Regions from separate parts of the Pan troglodytes genome. Here regions 1 and 2 are each linked to region 3. Evidence: chromatin contacts called from public HiChIP or PLAC-seq data. All regions are on one chromosome and are shown on one strand. The core of a region is the stretch at or near the end of the contact, and the rest is flanking DNA. Distances in the headings are between cores, read along the strand shown. Region 1 holds the start of PLEKHG2 (pleckstrin homology and RhoGEF domain containing G2). Region 2 holds the start of MED29 (mediator complex subunit 29). Region 3 holds the start of PAK4 (p21 (RAC1) activated kinase 4).

What was found. HiChIP or PLAC-seq counts read pairs in DNA pulled down with a chosen protein or histone mark.
Region 1: an H3K4me3 HiChIP or PLAC-seq map of stem cell-derived excitatory neurons shows a contact between it and region 3, with 4 times the contacts expected there. The contact joins the promoter of PLEKHG2 here to the promoter of PAK4 in region 3. A contact is called at or near these places in 1 of 7 Hi-C or Micro-C datasets (stem cell-derived neural progenitor cells) and 1 of 1 datasets of contacts at active chromatin or transcription factors (stem cell-derived excitatory neurons).
Region 2: an H3K4me3 HiChIP or PLAC-seq map of stem cell-derived excitatory neurons shows a contact between it and region 3, with 3 times the contacts expected there. The contact joins the promoter of MED29 here to the promoter of PAK4 in region 3. A contact is called at or near these places in 1 of 7 Hi-C or Micro-C datasets (stem cell-derived neural progenitor cells) and 1 of 1 datasets of contacts at active chromatin or transcription factors (stem cell-derived excitatory neurons).

The regions. Positions count from the first base shown.
Region 1 is chr20:42,549,795-42,554,012 of NHGRI_mPanTro3-v2.0_pri, reverse strand. It overlaps PLEKHG2 (pleckstrin homology and RhoGEF domain containing G2), which reads right to left and starts at 2,191. Exons shown (of 18, transcript XM_063801658.1): 1 at 1,334-2,191; 2 at 551-681. The coding sequence starts at 659. It overlaps TRNAI-UAU (transfer RNA isoleucine (anticodon UAU)), which reads left to right and starts at 2,484; the gene lies at 2,484-2,576.
Region 2 is chr20:42,528,281-42,532,586 of NHGRI_mPanTro3-v2.0_pri, reverse strand. It overlaps MED29 (mediator complex subunit 29), which reads right to left and starts at 2,001. Exons shown (of 4, transcript XM_016935917.3): 1 at 1,723-2,001; 2 at 842-900. The coding sequence starts at 2,001. It overlaps PAF1 (PAF1 homolog, Paf1/RNA polymerase II complex component), which reads left to right and starts at 2,212. Exons shown (of 14, transcript NM_001280426.2): 1 at 2,212-2,544; 2 at 3,076-3,105; 3 at 3,204-3,296; 4 at 3,604-3,725; 5 at 3,819-3,885; 6 at 3,982-4,083; 7 at 4,167-4,272. The coding sequence starts at 2,498.
Region 3 is chr20:42,255,622-42,260,189 of NHGRI_mPanTro3-v2.0_pri, reverse strand. It overlaps PAK4 (p21 (RAC1) activated kinase 4), which reads right to left and starts at 2,238. Exons shown (of 9, transcript XM_016935900.4): 1 at 2,013-2,238.

The sequences.
Region 1 (4,218 bases), core at 942-3,441, 290 kb before region 3:
ATTTGTCTATCTGACTGTATTACTCCTGTGAGTGTAACCCCTTCATGCCCCTGGGGATAAAGTCCAAACTCCTCAGATCCACAGGGCACTGGGCAATGTGGCCAACACAGATCCCTCTAGCCAGTTCTCTTCCCACGGCCACCCCTCTTCTTACACTCTGGATGCCAGTGACACTCAACTTCTTTCAGTCACTTACATGCAGCCTTTTCTCACCGCTGGGCCTTTGCACATGCTGTTCCTTGCATGTAGAATACTCTTCCTTGTCTTTGCGCAACTCCTTCCCCCTAATCTTCCACTTCCCAGTTGAGATGTTCCCACCTCCAGGAAACTTCCCCTGACCTTCTGAGCTCAGAGGATCCACGATCACAGCCCTGACCACTCTGCCCAGCGCTGCCCCCTCTGGCCTGTCATTGCCTGGGGATGGGCCCGCCTTCCCCACCAGACTCGGAGCTTTGTGCGAGTTGGCCTGGGGTTGTCTCCATCACCCTGCCTTGACAGCATTGCCAAGGAATAAAAGCCCCACAGGCTCCGCCCCTGCCTCTAGGCTCACCTGTCCGAGTCTCACACACGGTGCCACAGTCACACACTTCACCTCTTCGGCCACACCCGAGGCTTGGGCTAGGTTTGGAGAGGCTCAGTCCTTGGGCTCCCTCAGGCATGGCTGAGCGGCCCAGCAGAGTCCTGCAGAAAGAGCCCCTTCTTGGATATCAGGACCCCATGGGCCTCTCCGCCGCCCAGACTCACAGATGGGGGCTGGGAATTAGGAGCGTGGTGTAAATCCAGGGAGGGGCCCCTGGGAGTAACTAATGGGGGAGGCACAAAGTGACAGAAAGAAGGGGACAAGGAGAGAGAACCTGGCGAAAAAGATGGAAAGGCTGAGACAAAGAAGAGTGAGCGGAGCAGGAGGCGCAGAAGCTGCGAGTCCCGTTTTTCTGGGGCCGGAGGCTTAGGGATCCTGGGAACGTTTGGGCTCCGGCTGGAGCGGAGGGCGAGGGGCAGGGCTGGGAAAAGCCGTGGGCGGGAGGCCGCGGGGTCCCAGGGGAGGGCGGAGGCTGGGGGACCGGATGCCAGGGTCCTGCAGACGGCTCCCTCCCCCGCCGAGGGCTGCGCGCTGGGGCGCTGGCCCCGAGCCCTCGCACCCCCTCCAGCCGGTCTCTCCGAACCCCGATCGCCGTCCCCACAGCCACAGCCTCCCCAGCGCCTTCCCACACTCCTCCAGCCCCCAACTCCCGCCGGCGCCTCGGCTCGCCCCCCGCCGGCACGCCCCCTCATTGTTCAGCAGTGGCGCCGCCCCCTCCCCCAGTCCGCCTGGGCCCCTCGCCTCCCCCCTCACCTCCCGGGGAGCCTCCAGCCCCGGCTCGAGGCAGCCCGGCTCCTGCGCGACCCCGACGCGGTCCCCAGGGAGGTGCGGAGCCCAGACTCAGGGGCGTGAACTTCGGGCTCTCAGGCTCCAGGAATAGAATCTGGGGTCTCTCGGAGACTGGGGTCCCGCAGTCGGAATTTCTCAGTGTTCTACGTGGGGGATGCTAGGAGCCTCGACTCTGGAGTCTCAGATGGCGGCGCTGGGGACCCACATTCCTAAGTCTTCTAGGTAGGGCCGTGGGGTGGGGGATGGATTTCTGAGTTCCCCTAATTCTACGGGCAGGAATGAAACTCCCTCCAGGTGGGAGCACAGGGGGGTCCCAAAGTCCTGGGTCCCCTTGAAGCGATGGCCGCTGCAGCCCGAAACTGGTTGGGGCGCTTAGAAGTCCGGATCTCAAGTTCCTCCAACGCGGGGTCTTGGGATCGGAGCCCTGGAGGGAGTCTGCGGTCCTGGATCCTGAGTTCTTGAAACGGGGATACGGGGCGCTCGGCCTCCAGGGTCCCGCGGGGTGACGTCCGGGCTCCCGGCTGCTCCAGGAGGGGGCGCTGCGCACCTGGATGGCTCAAGTCCTCCAGCCTGGGCGCCGGGGTCTGGACCTCGGGGTCTCTCGGGATGCGGTGCAGAAATTCCGGACGCCCGGGTCCGAGCCTCTGGACCCCTCGGGCTCCCGGCTGGGTGTCACGGGGCTCGTGTGACGGCGGCGGCGCCACATCTGGGGCGGGAGAGTCCGATCCCAGCTGTGAGGCGGGGGGCGGTCGCCCGGGGCTTCCCCTCCCCCGCTGTCGCCGGGGCTCACATCCTGTTCCCGCCTGCGGGGGGGGAGGGGCTGCCTTCCGGCCGACCCGCCAGCGAAGGGTTAAGACCCCACCCCTTGTTTTGAATATTCATGAGGAGGCGTGTCCTTCTGGTAGGCGACACCCCTACATTCCAAACGCCTCGCGGACTTTTCCCTTTTACAGCAAGGGCCGCGAGGCGTGAGAATCCGGAACTGGCAATGCCTGTCTCCTATTGGTCAATGCAAAATTTTTAATTTGCATATATAACACAAGGCGGGACCCTCCGGTGAGGTCACGTGGCTATGAACCACTGAAGAATTCCCCGGCGCAGGGGTGCGGCCGGAGCTCCAGTGGCGCAATCGGTTAGCGCGCGGTACTTATATGACAGTGCGAGCGGAGCAATGCCGAGGTTGTGAGTTCGATCCTCACCTGGAGCACTTTTTTTCCCCATCAGTTTTTATAAACTTATACATCTAATAAACCAACCAAAACATCTACATCACTTAGATGAATGAACGTTTCTATCTTTTGAATTATTGGGCTCAAAAGACTCCTAGGGCTTTGGCGACGGTCCTTTGGGTGTTCTGTATTGTAGGAAGGTGCCGTTTCCGTCCCAGCCACCAGGTGGGGGTATCGTCTCTTATTAGATGCTCTGGGCATGGAATTGTGTGCAAATAGTTTGACTTCTGTAGAGATGTGGGTCCTCGGCAAACTGTATATGACTCTGCCTCCTCCGTATTTCTGTCTTTTTAATGCCTCCTTTACAGATGAACATAGCTATCTGTCTTGGAGTTTTCGACCTCTGTTGAAAAGGAAAACTATGTTTTCGAGTCGACTTGTTTTTTCAATAAATATTGAACATTCACTATGCCTGGCTTCCTTTAGCTGTGTGTAATACAGCAGTGAACAAGTAGTTCCTGCCCCTGAGGACGCGACATTCTAGTGGGGAGGCAGATGGCTGTCAACATAAGAATTAAGTACATTTTAATGTTAGGTGGTGATGATAAATGTCATGGAAAAAGTCGAGTAAGGTAGGGAGGATGGGGTAGTTGGAGGTGGGGTGTGGATTGCAACAGCAGTGGTCAGGGAGGATCTCACAGAGAAGGCAACTTTTGAGCAGAGACCTGAAGGAGGGGAGTGAGCCATGGGGACACCAGGGGAGTGTTCAGGCAGAGGGAACAGCTAGTGCAAAGCTCCTATGGATGAAGCAGACCAGACTTGGTAGAGCAGCTAGGAGGCCAGTGTGACTGGAGCAGAGTGGCCAAGGGGGAGGGTAAGCGATGGTTGCCAGACTGTGTGGGCTGTGGGGAGGACTTCGGACTTTGACTTTTATGTGACCTGACTCAGGTCTCATAACAGGCTTCCTTTGGTTGTCTCGTGGGGGAGTGGGGAAAGGAGAGACTGAAGGCAGGGGCTAGAGCAGAGACTGGGGCTGGGGCTGCTACGAAGATGCAAATGGCAGACGATGTTGGCTAGGACCAGGGTGGGGGTCATGGTGGGGGCAGGTGGATAGTGGATCTATTTTGCAGGTGGATCAGACAGGATTGCTGTTGGACTGGGGTGTGGATTTGAGAACAAGGTGTCAAGGGATACTCCTGGGTGTCTGGCTTAAGCCCTGGTAGATGGTGAGAGGTGCCGTTTTCTTATATGAGGGATTTTTTGGGGAAGGGGCAGAGAATCAGATCTGGCTAAAGGAAGGACCAGAGATGTTGTTCTTTCAGTCTCCAAGACTGTTTCTGCAAATGTCTCTTCACTGCTTGCTCTTGGTCTCTGCCCCTCTGCTGCCTTTGCATCTCAGGGGTTCTGACTCCCTCTCGCCTGATCCTCTTCTACTTATTAGGGCCTGAGCCCTTTCCCACAAGGGAAGCAGTTTCCTGGAAGAGGAGACCAAAGGTCAGTGAGCAAGCGGAGTGGGCCAAGGAGGCCTGAGAGCAGGAGGGAGGCTTGAGGAGGGTAGAGAGAAGGGAGAGGAGGGAAAGGGGCTGCAGAGGGAGAGAGAAGAGGAGAAGGAGTAAGGCTAGGGGGAGGAGGGGAAGAGGACAATGGGGAGTGGGAGGGCAAGGAAAGGGTGGAGAGGGA
Region 2 (4,306 bases), core at 752-3,251, 270 kb before region 3:
GCACTTTGGGAGTCCGAGGCGAGCAGATCACCTGAGGTCAGGAGTTCGAGACCAGCCTGGACAACATGGTGAAACCCCATCTCTACTAAAAATACAAAAATTAGCCAGATGTGCTGGCACGCGCCTGTAGTCCCAGCTACTTGGGAGGCCGAGGCAGAAGAATCATTTGAACCCGGGAGGCAGAGGTTGCAGTGAGCCGAGACTACACCACTGCACTCCAGCCTGGGCGACAAAGCAAGACTCTGTCTCAAAAAAAAAAAAAAAGAAAGAAAGAAAGAAAGAAAGAAAGAAAAAAAAAGAAAAGGAAAAGGCTGGGCATGATGGTTCATGCCTGTCATCCCAGCACTTTGGGAGGCCAAGGTGGAAGGACTGTTTGAACCCAGGAGTTTGAGACCAGCCTGGACAACATGGCAAGACCCTGTCTCTACAAAACAACAAAAATAAAATAAAATAGGAGGAGTGATTCGTGAGGCTGAGGGGATGGCTAGAGGCCAGGAGTTTGAGACCAGCCTGGGAAACATAGCAAGACTCCGTCTCTATAAAAAAATCTTACAAATTAGCCAGGCATCTGTAGTCTGTAGCCATGTCTGTAGTCCTGGCTACTTGGGAGGCTGAGGCAAGAGGATCTCCTAACTCAGGTGTTCAAGGCTGCAATGAGCCAAGATCGTGCCACTGTAGTCCAGCCTGGGTGACAGAGGGAGACCCTGTCTCAAAAAAAAAAAAAAAAAAAAAAAAAAAAGTAAATATAGAAGGTGAGGTGGGCGGGGAGCAGGAGAAGGAAAGATGAATTTCAAAGACTGGGAAGGCAATAGAATATCCTGGTAAAGGGGGCTGCACTCACTGTCCATTGTCGATGTTAGTGTTCTGAATCAAGTTTTGGGCTGCAACCTTCATCAAGGTCTAGTCAAAACAAAAACAAAACACGTGGGAAATGGAAAAACAAAAGGGAATACCTCTGGCAGATCTACACTCTTTCTTAAGATCACTCAGTCTCAGGTTTTCTTTTCAACTGGCACCTTCCCTCCTGACTTTCCAAAGTAATATTCGTTTCCATTTCTATAGCTGTCACCACTCCATCCTCCCAGAGGCCCGCTCTCACCTGAGCTTCTCGCCAATAACCTAAGGGTCCTCCCTCACCTATCAATCAAGGGCAGAATCTCCGTATAAGCCAGTACTCTCCTCAGGCTTTAACGACCAGAGCCCAGTTTCTCCTTTAAACAACCCCTCACTCAAGCTCCGGCCAGTCCCAGCCTCAGCATCAGCGCTGATCCCATCTCTGCCGAGCTTCGCTTAGGTCTCGCAGAAAACAACAGTTTTATTTATTTATTTATTTATTTTGACGGAGTCTCGCTCTGTTGCCCAGGCTGGAGTGCAATGGCACGATGTCGGCTCACTGCAACCTCCGCCTCCTGGGTTCAAGCGATTCTCCTGCCTCAGCTTCCCGAGTAGCTGTAATTACAGGTGCGCGCCACCATGCCCGGCTAATTTTTGTATTTTTAGTAGAGCCGGGGTTTCACCAGGCTGGTCTTGAACTCCTGACCTCAAGTGATCCGCCCGCCTCGGCCTCCCAAAGTGCTGGGAACACAGGCGTGCGCCAGCCAGGCCAAAACAGCAGGTTCTACTCCTCTTTCTGCTTAGCGCTCTCTCCGACTAACCAGGCCCTCGGCCTGTCCCTCTAGACTACCAAATCCAGTTTGCTTCTCGCTGCTTAAGGCCAATCACCTGTAGACTCTCCTTCAGCTGCGGGATGAGCATCTTATAACGCTGCACAGGATCGAAGTCCTGTTGCTGTTGCTGCAGGAGGCCGCTCTGGGCAGGGCCCACCAGTTGTGCTGGCGGTTGCGGCTGCTGCTGGGGACCCGGGCCGCCAGCCGAACTAGGACCCGATACACCAGCAGCTGAGGAAGCCGCTGAAGCTTGCTGCTGGGATGCAGCCATCTTCCTCGCGTAGGCCGCCGGAAGTGCGTTACGACTGCGTCTCTCCCCGTTGCTTTTCAGCATCCCTATTTCTAGTCCCCGTTTGCTAGTTAGTCCCGCCTCCTAGGCAATTAAGCCAATGGAGAGGAAGGAAGTGCCCCAACGTTACGTCACTCTCAAATCTGGGGTCCAGACTGAGATATCTTTCCACCAATCACAGAAGCAGCTCTCTCCCTCGCTCCGCCCTTCACCCAGACGCTCGCCAATCCGTGTGTGGTTCCGATCCGGACTTCATTTCCCCGAAGGCGTCGCGGCCTGAGGAGACCCGTTGGGTCCTCAGCGTCTTGGCGGCAGTTGGTGGAACCGGAGCTTCGAGTCCGTCCCCGGTGCTGCCTGCGCGTTCACCTGAGTCTCGCTGGAGCTCTTCTCGCCCGCCCACCTCATCTCAACCCACTTTCCGCGGGGAGCGGCGCCAAGCTGGGCCTTCCTCGGATCAGGCGTCCCCTGAAGTCGGCACGCCCCTCTGCGTCCCCCTTCGGTCCCGCTAGGACCCCGTCCGGGCTGCCGTCGCCTCGTCGCTATGGCGCCCACCATCCAGACCCAGGCCCAGCGGGAGGATGGCCACAGGTAGGCGCCACGCTTTTCTGTTGCAGCAAGGCGGGGGATCGGGAGAGGGTTTCTGCTGAACAACGTCACCAGCCCCCAGGTCTGCCCGTGACGTCATGAAGCGCTCACCTTTGACGAAGGGGGTGGGTTCCTTCTGAGATTCAGGTGTTCCCCTCCTCCCCGCCGTGCAGTTCAGGGATTAGGCTTTTGGAGACTCCCTCCAGAAGGGATCCCTCCAGTCAAGCGTTTGGAGACCCCTCTTCCGAAGACGATTGAGTACATAGTTCTTTATTAAAGCACTTGAAGCCATCTCCTGCAAAAGGGATTGAGCACTTGGCCTTGTTCATTAAAGCTTTTGGGGGCATTTCTTCCTAAATAAATTGAACATTTGTCTCCTTCCATTAAAGCATTTGGACACCCCCCACAACACCACCGAAAGAAACCAGCATTTGTCACCCCTCCTTCTACCTTTTGAAAGGTTGGGGAAACCTTTTTCATTCTCCTGTCAATCCCGTCCTCTCCACCTATCACTGTTTCTTTCTTCTCCACTAGGCCCAATTCCCACCGGACTCTGCCTGAGAGGTGAGCCCCACTGTGCTTTCCCAGGAGCGGTGGGGCAGTGGGGCTGGGAGCAGAGGTGGGGCAGCGGGGGCCCACTTTTGAGCCACTAATGTTCCTAGGTCTGGAGTGGTCTGCCGAGTCAAGTACTGCAATAGCCTCCCTGATATCCCCTTCGACCCCAAGTTCATCACCTACCCCTTCGACCAGAACAGGTGAGACTAAGGAATGGGAAAACTACTCCGGTATGAGTTCCTTGAAGGCAGGGACTGCTTGTCTTGTTGGCTGCTGTCTGCTCAGGGCCTAGCACAGTACCTACCCTAGCACATAGTAGTAGCTGCTCAATTGTTAATGGAGCAAGCAGTGTCCAAGTCCCTTCCCACTGGGGAGCCAGCTTTCAGACTCTGCCATGGGGGACACTTCATTCTGAGTTCCTCCCCAGAGAAGCTCCGCCTCTGGGAAGCAGGGCTGTGAGGGGTGAAGCTGGAATCCAAACACCATAATAGGTGTTTCCCCACCCAGGTTCGTCCAGTACAAAGCCACTTCCTTGGAGAAACAGCACAAACATGACCTCCTGACTGAGCCAGACCTGGGGGTCACCATCGATCTCATCAATCCTGACACCTACCGCATCGACCCCAATGGTGTGTGGGGAGACAGGGAGGGTCTGCTCTAGGTCAGCAAAGGCTCAGGCCTGGGCCTCCCTCATGGTCCTCCTGCCCCCCGCTCTCCTCTAGTTCTTCTAGATCCAGCTGATGAGAAACTTTTGGAAGAGGAGATTCAGGCCCCCACCAGCTCCAAGAGGTAAGTGGGTAGCAAATGGGTACTGGAGACTGGCTCAGGTGGGCCCTACAAGCAGGAGGGCGGTGGGGTCCTGAGATACCTGATTTCCCACCCCAGATCCCAGCAGCACGCGAAGGTGGTGCCATGGATGCGAAAGACAGAGTACATCTCCACTGAGTTCAACCGTTATGGCATCTCCAATGAGAAGCCTGAGGTCAAGTAAGTTACTAACAGGAAGAGAGGGAAGGTGGAGATATTAGGTGTGTCCAGTGGCCCCTAAGGACCTTTTTCTTCATTCCTAGGATTGGGGTTTCTGTGAAGCAGCAGTTTACCGAGGAAGAAATATACAAAGACAGGGATAGCCAGATCACAGCCATTGAGAAGACTTTTGAGGATGCCCAGAAATCAGTAATTGAGGGACTGGGATGGGGAGAGGCAAGGG
Region 3 (4,568 bases), core at 989-3,488:
TGTGCACCCGAGTCCTGACCTCCAGTCATGCCAGGGCCTCTGCACACACTGCTCCTCCTGCCTGGTAAGCCCATTCCCAGCCCTCCTCCCCATCCTTCAGAGCCTTCCCAGGGGAAAGGGACTCAGGCTTCAGCCCAGGGTAGGGGCACTCTCCCGGCTCTCTGAAGATGCCCTCGCAAGCCACATCACCGTTTGCAGAGACGCAGTCTTGTGTCACTGGCTTGGGGGCTGGTTCCACTCTGCTCCCACCAGGGAACTGAGTGCCCTCTGAGGCTAGGGGCTCTGTGGATCTCGTCCCCTGCCACACTCCCAGCACCCGGCACAGTGCCCAACAGTCAACCCCCAGCAATGTCACATCCTCTGCAGGCCAGGCAGGGCTTCAGTGGGGACGGAGGCAAGGAACCCCACAGAGCAATTCCTCCATGCACCCTAATAATTAAGGTAAGGAGGGAGGTAAGGGCTGGGCAGATGAGAGAACAAGAGCCTGCAGCAAGTGCGAGCCAGGGTGGTCCTGGGCCAGCTGAGAGTGAGCGACCCGTCAGTGAGAGAGGGCAGGGTGGGGAAAGGATTCCCAGCAGAAGGAACAGGAAGGTCAAAGACCGGGCGGGAGGCATGGGCCTGGAGTTGGAGAACAGTAAAGGGGCTGGGGAGAAATGGGCAGAGCCATAAGAAGTGAGGTGGGAGTGACTGAGGACCACAGTGAGAGCTTAGGGTTTTAAGAACAGTGAACACCCCGCTCTGCCCAGGGTACCACCCAGGGACACACTCCCCAGTCAGAAGCCCGTCGGACTCCCTTGCTCGGACTCCAGACCACCTACAAACACCCTACTCCCATAGGCTCACAGGAATCTTCCCTGTCAGATCACACCCTTCCAAGGAAACCAAGCAGACAATCCGATCCACCCAGGGAGTGGCCCAGCCCTGCCCAGCCCCCTGCTTCCAGGAGAGACCTAATGGCTGGCACCGGACAATGTGGCGACCAGGGGCAGGGGCCCTGGAATCACCCAGGCCCAGCTTCGATTCTAACTCTGCCTTCAGCAGAAGCTTCTGAGCCTCATTTTTCCCGTCTGTAAAGTAGGTTCATCTTGAGCACTCACTTCACAAGATTGCAGCAGGAGTGAAATACGACCGGGCACACAGGGCGTGGAGCACAGTGTGAGCCCTCATTAAACATTAACCGACATTATGATGATTTGAGAGGCGGTCGGCCAGAGCAGGGCTCTGGGCCAGAACTCCGGAGTTAGAATCCCAGCGCACAACTTATGCATCGGGTGACCTTGTGCAAATCACTTAACCTCTTAATACCAGGTTAAGACCCCCTAAGACTACAGTGAGGACTGAATAAGCTAATACAAGTAAAACGTTAAAAAGAGGGTCTAGCCCATAGTGTTTCATGAGTGTTTGCCATTATTATTTGTGGGAGGGTTCCCCCTTCTCCTGTCACCAGGAAGCATCTCTGACCCCGCCCCTGGATGCCCCGCCCCCCCCGTCCCCTGCAATACGCCCTCCTTGGGTTTTAATTTTTGACTCTGGGAAACAGCTGCCCCGCTGTCAGATTCTCACCTTTGTACCTTCTAGGCACGCCCCAGCTTTGAACCCCTAAAAGACGCCCCCGAACCTAAAACTCATTCATCTGCTCCGCTGGGGGCAGCTTTAAACCTCCAACCTGGCGCCCCTGGGGCTGTGACCTCTGACCCTCGTGGGGGCAGCCTTCCCTCAAATTATTAACTTTGACCCTGCCTTTTTTGAGACTCGCCCAGATCCCCTCGAACGCGCCCCCACTTCGAATTTCAAACTTTGCACTCCCCTTCGCCACGCCCCCTTCGCTGTTTGATCTCCGACCTCCACTACAACTCCCTCCAGTCTGCGTTAACCCCCGATCCCTCGGACGCGACCCTTCCCTCCACCAGTGACCTTTGACCCCGGCGGCCCCGCCCCCCTCCTCGCGGAAACGCCGTCCCGCCGCCAGCGCCCGGCCCACCGCAAGCCCCTGGCCGGACCCCTTATCCTACCGGCTCGGCGCCGCAGTCGCTCGCGGCCTAACTGCTCGGCCTGGAACTCCGCGCCCTCGCGCCTCCCTCAGCTCTCTTGCACCGCCACCACCGCGGCCACTCCCGCCGCCATGTTGAATCCCCAACGAACATCCGGGGCTTTCCCCCCTCACCGCCCACCAGTCCCCATAGCAACGAGGCTGACCGGGCAGTGGGCAGGGCCAGTGCGGGGGCGGAGTCGGGCGCCTCTCAGGGCCCGCTCCAGCCTCCGATTGGTACAGAGCGTCCAATCGGAGACCTTCGGGCAGAAAATGCCAAGCGGGGATTGGAAATTTTGGAAAAGGTGCGGGAAGGCTGGCTCCCGGGCCCACTGAGGTCCTTAAAGGGGAAATGACTGTTTTCGTGTGATACTGATTTTCTAACTTCCCCCCCAGCAGGAGTTAGGGGCTGGGAGAAAGTAATGAGTTAATGGGCAGAAACAGTTCTTAAGCACTTACTAGGAGGCAGGCACCGGGATAAGTGCTTTACTTGCATTTTCTCGCTGCATATACAACCCTGTGGTATAATATCATTAATACCCATTTTACAGATAAAGAAACAGAGGTTCAGAGGGTGAAATAGCTGGCTTAGCATCATAGAAAGAAGGTAATGAGTTTTGAACGCTGGTCTGTCTGAGCCCGGGAACCTGAGACTGTTTGCTCTTCAATTTTTAAATAAGTTTTTACGAAGTAATTGGTCAAAATACTGGAAACAAACAGCAGACATCTTCTTTAAAAATTTTTTTTAATTTTATTTTTACTTATTTATTTGTCTTGAGACAGAGTTTCGCTCTTGTTGCCCAGGCTGGAGTGCAATGGCGCGATCTCAGCTCACTGCAACCTCCGCCTCCCGGGTTCAAGAGATTCTCCTGCCTCAGCCTCCTGAGTAGCTGGAATTACAGGCGTCCACCACCACACCCAGCTAATTTTTTGTATTTTTAGTAGAGACAGCGTTTCACCATGTTGGCCAGGCTGGTCTCGAACTCCTGACCTCAGGTGATCTATCCACCTCGGCCTCCCAGAGTGCTGGGATTACACGTGTGAGCCACCAAGCTGGCCTTTTTCTTTTATTTTTAAAGAGAGAGTTTTGTTGTGTTGGCCAGGCTGGTCTCGAACTCCTGGGCTCAAACTATACTCCTGCCTCGGCCTCCCAAAGTGCTGGGATTGCAGGCGTGAGCCACCGCGCCCAGCCAGACATCTCTCCTCCTGGATCTTATTCACTGGACTCCAGCCTTCATGCTGTTCCTGAACTCTTGTCAGGTGCGCTCTCACCTCACAGTCTTTGCATTGGTTGTTCCTCTGCCTGGAACATACTCTTCCCCCAGGTATCCTTATCTCTCCCTCCCTTTTCTCAGGGCTTTAGACAGATGTCACTTTCTCTGTGAACTAATTCCCTCGCTCACCCTAAGGAAAGCAGCAAACATCCCTCTCACATACTACCAAACTCTGTCTGCTTTGTTCTTATTTCTCACTGCTAATTGTAGTTATTGCTTGTTGGTTGTCTCCTCTGCTGGAATGTCAGCCCCATGACAACATGGATTTCTGTCTTTGTTCACTGCTGCATTCCCAGTGCCCCAGCACTGTTGGCATGTAGATGCTCAGTAAACATTGGTGGAAGGGCTGTTTGAATGCGTGGTAATTCCACCCCTTCAGAGATACTCTTAAATGTTTGGTGCTTCTCCTCTGCCCCAGAACAGCCACATAGTAGGCATTTAATTAATTTCTACTAATGTCGGTGGCAACAATGAATGAATGATTGAAAGATGAGTTAATTTTTCTTTATATTTACCTACCTTTTTTCTTTTTATTTGTTCATTCTTTTTTTTGTTTGTTTATTTGTTTGTTTTTAGATAGGAGTCTTACTCTGTCGCCCAGGCAGGATTGCAGTCTGAAACTCCTGGGCTCAAGTGATCCTTCCAACCTAGCCTCTCAAGTAGCTGGGACTACAGGCATAAGCCACCACACCGGCTAATTTTCTTTCTTTTTCTTTCTTTCTTTTTCTTTCCTTCCTTCCTTCCTTACTTCTTTCTTTCCTCTTTCTTTTGACAGAATCTCACTTTGTCACCCAGGCTGGAGTGTAGTAGCATGATCTTGGCTCACTGCAACCTCCGCCTCCAGAGTTCAAACGACTCCTGGGCGCCTGCCACCATGCCCGGCTAATTTTTGTATTTTTAGTAGAGACGGGGCTTCCCCATGTTGGCCAGGATGGTCTCGAACTCCTGGTCTCAAGTGATCTGTCCGCCTTGGCCTTCCAAAGTGTTGGATTACAGGCATGAGCCACTGCACCTGGCTTGGCTAATTTTCTTAATTTTTAGTAGAGACGGGGTCTCGCTGTGTTGCCCAGGCTGGTCTTGAACTCCTGGCCTCAAACAATCCTCTCACCTTAGCCTCCCAAAGTGCTGGGATTGCAGGTGTGAGCCACCATGACTGACCCCTTTTTTCTTTTGACAGAATTGGAAACATATATTTGTAAAGAATGTTGAGTCTTTTTTTTTTTTTTTTTTTTTTGAGACGGAATTTTGCTCTCATTGCCCACACT